2 separate regions of the Mus musculus genome follow, and region 2 is linked to region 1. Evidence: chromatin contacts called from public Hi-C data. All regions are on one chromosome and are shown on one strand. Each heading gives the region's core, a stretch centred on a gene start, on an enhancer-like site or on the middle of the called end of the contact. The rest is flanking DNA. Distances are from core to core; before and after follow the strand shown. Region 1 overlaps Gm35279 (a long non-coding RNA gene). Region 2 has its middle 16 kb from the start of Gm45938.

Evidence for each region. A called contact is a pair of places that touch in the nucleus more often than the background predicts.
Region 2: a Hi-C map of bone marrow-derived macrophages shows a contact between it and region 1, with 1.6 times the contacts expected there. The contact joins two enhancer-like sites. A contact is called at or near these places in 4 of 484 Hi-C or Micro-C datasets (bone marrow-derived macrophages and embryonic stem cells), 5 of 115 datasets of contacts at active chromatin or transcription factors (embryonic stem cells and kidney) and 1 of 9 other capture datasets (embryonic stem cells).

What each region holds. Positions count from the first base shown.
Region 1 is chr13:98,995,334-98,998,678 of GRCm38.p6, reverse strand. Gm35279 (a long non-coding RNA gene) reads right to left here. Exons shown (of 5, transcript XR_873855.1): 2 at 2,180-2,239; 3 at 1,833-2,097. Among named protein-coding and RNA genes, the nearest start is that of Gm35279, 2.8 kb to the right of the region's middle. Within about 2 kb of position 1,463, at least 43 of the 459 cell types and tissues checked have an H3K27ac peak or open chromatin away from gene starts, as enhancers often do. A contact at or near this core is called in bone marrow-derived macrophages, where this site is marked.
Region 2 is chr13:99,124,611-99,128,147 of GRCm38.p6, reverse strand. No RefSeq gene overlaps it. Among named protein-coding and RNA genes, the nearest start is that of Gm45938, 16 kb to the right of the region's middle. Within about 2 kb of position 1,372, at least 71 of the 459 cell types and tissues checked have an H3K27ac peak or open chromatin away from gene starts, as enhancers often do. A contact at or near this core is called in bone marrow-derived macrophages, where this site is marked.

The sequences.
Region 1 (3,345 bases), core at 214-2,713:
CAAGCATCTATGAATGGAGGCAAGCCAGCTTGCTTACCCTTTACAGTAAGAGCCAGGCTCACACCCGAGTCAGAGGTCACAGGAGAACCTGAGCTTCTCCCTGGGTGCAGGGGAACCCGTTTAGACCATGATCAGTGCTCAGCCATTGTCAGGCTCCCTCAGAGCTCTATCTCCTCCAGCCTGAGCCAATCCTTGCCAATTCTTCTTACACAGATAATCCCTTCCTCTTGTTCCCTCTCCATCCACTCAAGCTATTACTCTCCCACTCTTGAGCCTCTGGGCAGCAGAACTGCTGGGCTCTCTGATCCCATTTTCTGGAATGTTGACTCAAACATCCCCTTACATCCATTAATTACATAATCAAGATCAAATGCACAGTGGCCCTCAGGTGCCCGTAAAAATCATTTTAAAGCCTTAGACTACACATTCAGACATTTTTAAATCAAGCCACTGTGCCTTCCTTATTCAGATCCTCTGGCCTGGAGCCCCTCCCTGTTCTTACTTAGATATAGTTTCCGATTTCATCTTGTGATCTCATGTCTCCACGTAGCTGCTCATTCTTTCCCTTCCTCCTTCTTCCTCCCTTTGGGACCAACTGAGGAAAGACAGTGTAGAACAGGGGTTTGAAGTGCCCACTTCCATGTCTGACAGGTCTCCATTTATTTCCTGGTGTCAGACTTCTGAGGGTATCTGACCTTGGGTAACTCTTATTTTAATCCATATGCTTAGCTAGACTCTCTTTTTGTTGTTTTGTTTGTTCGGTTGGTTTGGTTTTGGGTTTGGGGTTTTTCAAACAGTTCTCTGTGTAGCCCTAGCTGTCCTAGAACTCACTCTGTAGACCAGGCTGACCTCAAACTGAAAGAGATCTGTCTGCCTTTGCCTTCCAAGTGATGGGATTAAAGGTGTGAGCCATTACTGCCCCTTTCCCACTGCCCTGCTCCTAGCTTAGCTAGGACACTCTTAATGTAGTAAGAGAAAAAAAGATGCATTTTGCATCACATTTTACATCCATTTACAATAAATGTATTGAGGGGGGCAGGTTAACTGCTTTTTAGTTAGTGTTTTACTATAAAATGTGAACCAGAATTCAAAATATTAAAATTTTCTTGGATTTTTCATCTCAGTCTTTTTCTGTTCTGTATAAAATTACATCCGACTCACAAGAACCCGAATCAGGGACTGACAGCCTTGTGCCCAGTGCCAAAGTTAATTCCTTTATTATGTTCTTACTCTGCACAAAGATAATCTAATTTCTTGAGCACACACCCTCAGGTCATCTAAGACCAGTGACCCAGCTTTCAGATTAGCCAAAGCAAGATATAGGCAATTCCCAGACAGGGGCTGAATGCTCCGACCTGGTGAAGTTAGAGAAACTAGTCATGGGGACACAGGGAAGGAAGGCAGAGAGGGAAACTGACCTCAGCCAATCAGGAATGAAGAGGGTGTCGATTCCCTCTCAACCACGGAAATGTCAAAAGGGGAAGAGCTAAACCGGTCCCCACAGCAGAGAGGGTACCGCCCAATCCTGCCTCTTTCTGTTCTTGAATTCTTCTTTGCCAAAATCAAGAAGAATGGTTCAGATATTTCCATTTGCAAGGCTTTGGAAAGTTACTTAAATCAAACTCTGCCTGTCTCCATGCCCCAGATCCCAGAGTCCCTGGATCGAAACCTGTGTCCTCCTCTTCCATTCTCACTCTTTTCACCCTCCCCTGTCGGGGTGTCATATAGTTCTCCTGAGGACATCCGTGCCTGGCAGGCTGAGTTTTCTGCTCTAAGCTAATATTGCATCTACCCCCATTGTATCTTTGTGACTTTATCTCTCATTGTCTCACCATGACCTTTCAGTCATCACAAGATCCTGTAACTTAAGCAGCACTTTAACCACAGGTGGATGGTAGTGTAGAATCCATGCCGCAATCAGGAGAAGCATCACGCAGCATGAAGCAAGAGTCTGGGGGGGAAAGCGATCCTGGACTCTGGGCTCAGAGCAAAGGGTCTGAAACAGCTTTGGAGTCTCTGGGGTCTCTAGGACGCTGGCCATCAGTCCCGTCAGTATGCTGTGTGTCTTGCTAGCAGACACCAGACTTCATCTAAGACCTGGGGCAGAAAAGAGGCAAGGAGAGGTGAGTGTTTTTATACCCTCGGGGTGTGAGGTGTGGGCATTGCCCTAGTTACTAACCCAGCAACAGTTCCTGAAGGTTGTCGGGACGAAAGATGTTTCTCCCTTCATCCAGTCTGTCTGGAGGAGGAAGCATGGACAGGCAAAAGATAATCTTACAGTACACACATCAACTGTTTAAATGACTTACTAAATGATAAAGAAGAATTTAGGTTAGTCCCTATGATGGTTTGAATATGCTTGGCCTATAGGAAGTAGCACTATCAGGAGGTGTGGCCTTGTTGGAGGAAATACAACACTGCAGGGGTGGGCTTTGAGTTCCTATGCTCAAGCTATGCTGTGTGTATGAGAGTATGGACTGAACCTCTGAAACTGTAAGCCAGCTCCAATTAAATGTCTACCTTTTTAAGAGTTGCCTTGGGCCAGGCGTGGTGATGCACGCCTTTAATCCCAGCACTTGGGAGGCAGAGGCAGGCGGATTTCTGAGTTCGAGGCCAGCCTGGTCTACAAAGTGAGTTCCAGGACAGCCAGGACTATACAGAGAAACCCCGTCTCAAGAAAAAAAAAAAAAAAGAGTTGCCTTGGTCATAATGTCTCCTCACAGCAATGAAATCCTAACCAAGACAGCCCCATTTTAGCCATGAAATTTACAAGATTGTTTTCCTTAGTTTTCTTGAACACTCTAATGGGTATCTTACCTTAAGCCTATTGTTTCAGGATTTTAAGCTTTCTTGTTTTATTCACTGTAATATATTACACCTTTTCTTCTTCCCACTCAAAGACCAACTGAGAGAGTCAACGGAGCCAGAGAGATGGAGATCAAAATGTCTCCTCTCTTACTGACCAGTCCTGCAAAGAGTAGCCTTTAGGCATGGAACATGTGTTTCCTTATGTAGCACGGAATTAAACAGAATGACCACAATGAGGTCCACAAAAGGAACCTCACCATGATCCCTTCCTGGGGGTGAGTGGCCCATAGTCAGAGAATCCAGAAGAGCTATGGCAGCCTGTCCGCTTTGCCTGCCCTCCCCAGTTCAGTAAGGCATTTGTCGTCTCAGGAGAAAACGACAGGGGAAAAGCGGCCACGAGTGTTACTGTGTGAAAACTATAACTCAGACTGATGGGGAAAGGAGATGAACGCTCTCTGCCTGGTAGCTATTCTGAGTAGCAGCCGATAAAGCTGTTCTATACTTGAGCACACTGAGTGATTACATCTAGAGGAGTCT
Region 2 (3,537 bases), core at 123-2,622, 130 kb before region 1:
TAAATGGAATGAACCTGTTTTGTCTTTAACATAAGATGACTCTTAAGCTTAAGATGGAGACTGGCTGGTTCTCCAAAAAGACCATCTTTCCATTAACCCAAAAAGGAGGTATTCAGAGCCAGTTTTTCAGAGAAGGACATCCAAACATAGGGGTGTGTCATGCCAATATGTGACTGCCGAGGGATGCAGCCAAGACACTAACCCAGACTGCCAAGACGAGCTTCACTCTGCTCCCCAGGCTGCCTACCATCCCCCTCTGTCTTTTCTGTGTCCCTTTTGGCCTTTATTCCAAAGGAGGATGAGAGGAGGGTGGAGAAGGGACACATAGTGATTATGAAAGGAAATGATACACATGAAAACACTTCGAGATTGCAGCACCATAGAGATGCTTCGAAGCATTGCTATTAAACGTGGAAATGGCTTACTGAATTATCCTTTCCCTACAATGGTGAATCATTTTAATTTTCATTTGAATTGCCCACCTACCCTGTGGGAAGCCGCCCTCACATTCGCGGTTACAAGATGGCGCTGACATCCTGTGTTCTAAGTGGTAAACAAATAATCTGCGAATGTGCCAAGGGTAGTTTTCCACCCCATGTGCTCTGCCTTCCCCGTGACAACAACTCGGCCGATGGGCTGCAGCCAATCAGGGAGTGACACGTCCTAGGCGGAGGATAATTCTCCTTAAAAGGGACGGGGTTTCACCATTCTCTCTCTTGCACTCTTGCGCTCTGGCTCCTAAAGATGTAAGCAATAAAGCTCTCTGGCTCCTAAAGATGTAAGCAATAGAGCTCTTGCTCTCTTGCTCTCTTGCACTCTTGCTCTCTTGCTCTCTTGCGCTCTTGCTCTCTGGCTCCTGAAGATGTAAGCAATAAAGCTTTTGCCGCAGAAGATTCTGGTTTGTTGCGTCTTTCCTGGCCGGTCGCGAACGCGTGTAAGACTACCCCAAGACCAACTGTTGAAAGAGGACAAATGGGGATCTATGCTTGACAGAGGAATGCTCAGATCAGTAAAACAAGATTACAAGGAACTCAGAAACCCGCTTGCCTCAGAAGCACCACGCAGTACAAGAATTGCTAACCATTCAGTGAGAAGCCAGTCTTCACAAAGGAGGCTGTTTGTCTGTTCCTTGTCTTTGAGGTGTTCTGATTTGGGGCCAGCCTACCTAGCAAAGAAGTACTGGTAGAGGCAAATCATGAATCATTGAGATTGATAATTTGCCTCACAACTGAAGAACTAGTTGGGGATCACAGTGAGAAAGGAAGAAAATAACGTTAACCCAAAGGAAAAGCTGATGGAGAAGCCTGGCTTCCTGCCCCGCCCTCAAGCCCAGTGAACGGAAAGGGAAACAGCACAGAGCATTCAAAGTCCTTTAAGTGAGAAAGCAGGTTGCGCATCCTCTAGCTGCTCGGGACCTTCTCTTGAGGAAACAGGCAGATGTGTTTGTGAGTGGTTATCTGAACGTGACCCCTAGTGTCCAACTTGGACAGCACTCACAGAGAAAAATCTTTGTTAAAGGAAGGCCGGAAACTGTAGGACTATGTAATAACATTGGGGCTATGAGAGATTTCATCTAGTTTCCTATTTTACAAACGAGTGGTTAAGGCCAAGGAATGGTAAGATGACTTGGGGGGCACATCGGTGGTGACAAAGCTGGAATGGAGCCCAGGTATTTTAATTCTAGTTCAATTTCTTGAGCATTTTGTTTTAGAGAATGATTGACACTAGATAGTCTGTGATAAGATCTACCTACAGAAGAACATGAGGATCAGTGTTTCGTTACACAGACTGGAATATGAAGTGGGCATTGATACCATCTATACACACTATGATCTGAAGCAATGCTAGTCAGTAACTAATTTTGGGGGGGGGGATTGGTTTATTTGTTCTGTAGATAGTATTCTGCCTGCATGTATGTCTGCAAACCAGAAGAGGGCACCAGATCTCATTACAGATGGTTATGGCCACCATGTGGTTACTGGTAATTGAACTCTGGAAGAACAGTCAGTGCTCTTAACCTCCGAGCCATCTCTCCAGCCCCCAGTAACTAAATTTTTAATTGCTCATCTTTGGTATGTGTGTATTTGTGAGTCATGTGGTTGCCAGTGTGTGCAGAGTCCAACTTTATCTTTCTAATATATTAAAGTTTGTTTTTTGTTTGTTGTTTTACAAGGCAGGGTTTCTCTGTGTAGCCATGGCTGTCCTGAAGCTCACTCTGTAGACCAGGCTAGCCTCGAGATCTGCCTCCCTCTACTGCCTGAACACTGGGATCATAGGCGTGTACCACCACTGCCCAGCTAAAATTTGATTTTTTTTCCCCTTCAGTATAATTATTTTATGTATATGAGTGAGTGTGTTCCTGCACCACATGTGTTTGGTGGCCACATGGGCAAACAAAACAGTATCAGATCCTTTGAAACTGGAACTACCAAGGTTATAAGCCACCATGTGATTTACAGATAACTGAACCTGGTCCTCTAGAAAGAGCAGCAACTACTCTTAACTGCCAGCCCACCTCTCTTGAGTTCACCCTTCAGTTTTTTATGACAGAGTCTCTCCCTGGAGCTCACTGAGTAGGGTAGGGTGGCTAGCCAGCAAGCCCTAGGTATCTGCTCGTCTCCTCCTCTCGCCAGTGCTGGGATTTTAAAAATCATGCAACCACACCCAGTTCTTTTATGTGAGTTCTGAGAGTTGAGTTCATGTCCTTGAACTTGCAAGACAAGCACTGGACTGCCCGAGCCCTCTCCCCAGCCTCGTGTTAGGCACTGTTGAAGTTTTAGACCTTTCCATATTTTCTCCATTACGCACCACACATTTCAGTGACAAATTATGGCATTTCTTCCTGGCCCAAGGTTCATAATGATCTTCAAAGGGAAGAAATGATATCATGTAACTGGAACATTCACTGAGGACGGGAGTCAGATGCACAGAGTCTCCTGAGATCTCCAGCTACGGACATTTGTGTGTGCAGCTGTTACATTCCACCCATTTCCTGTCCTCCTGCTCCCAGCCTGCTGAGCAATGCCAAAGGACATCTTGTCCCCAGGCCTGCTCATGCTCCTAGGGACCCAGCCGATCTCACTCAGCTAGCTCCTAGCATCCAGAGGTATTTGGGTCACTCCCTGCCAGACTCCTGCCAAAAGCCCTTCCACATTCCTCTCTCCTCTCCCTCTTCTCCACTTCTCCGCCCCCTGACCATATAAGATCATTCGGTGTGACCTAACAATGTGCCTCTTTACCCACCCACCTCAGACCATGTCTCAAAGGTGGAAATGCTCTTTTCTTTTCAAGGTCTTTTCTTTACACTTGAGACTCTCTCCTAGACACTCCTCCATCAGCCACCAGCACTTTGCTCCATTTCTGTTTTCCCCCCTCCTCTTTCCAGCTTCTCTTGCCCAGAAAAACACCGACTTTCCCTTAAACTTAGAAAAGACTCTTTTAGCCCATTCCTCAAGTTAAAGCCATCTCTGCCTTTTGTTTTATTTGAAGTTTGCTTGGTGAGGTATATTCCCCAAGTCTTTAATCTGTGCTTCTCTC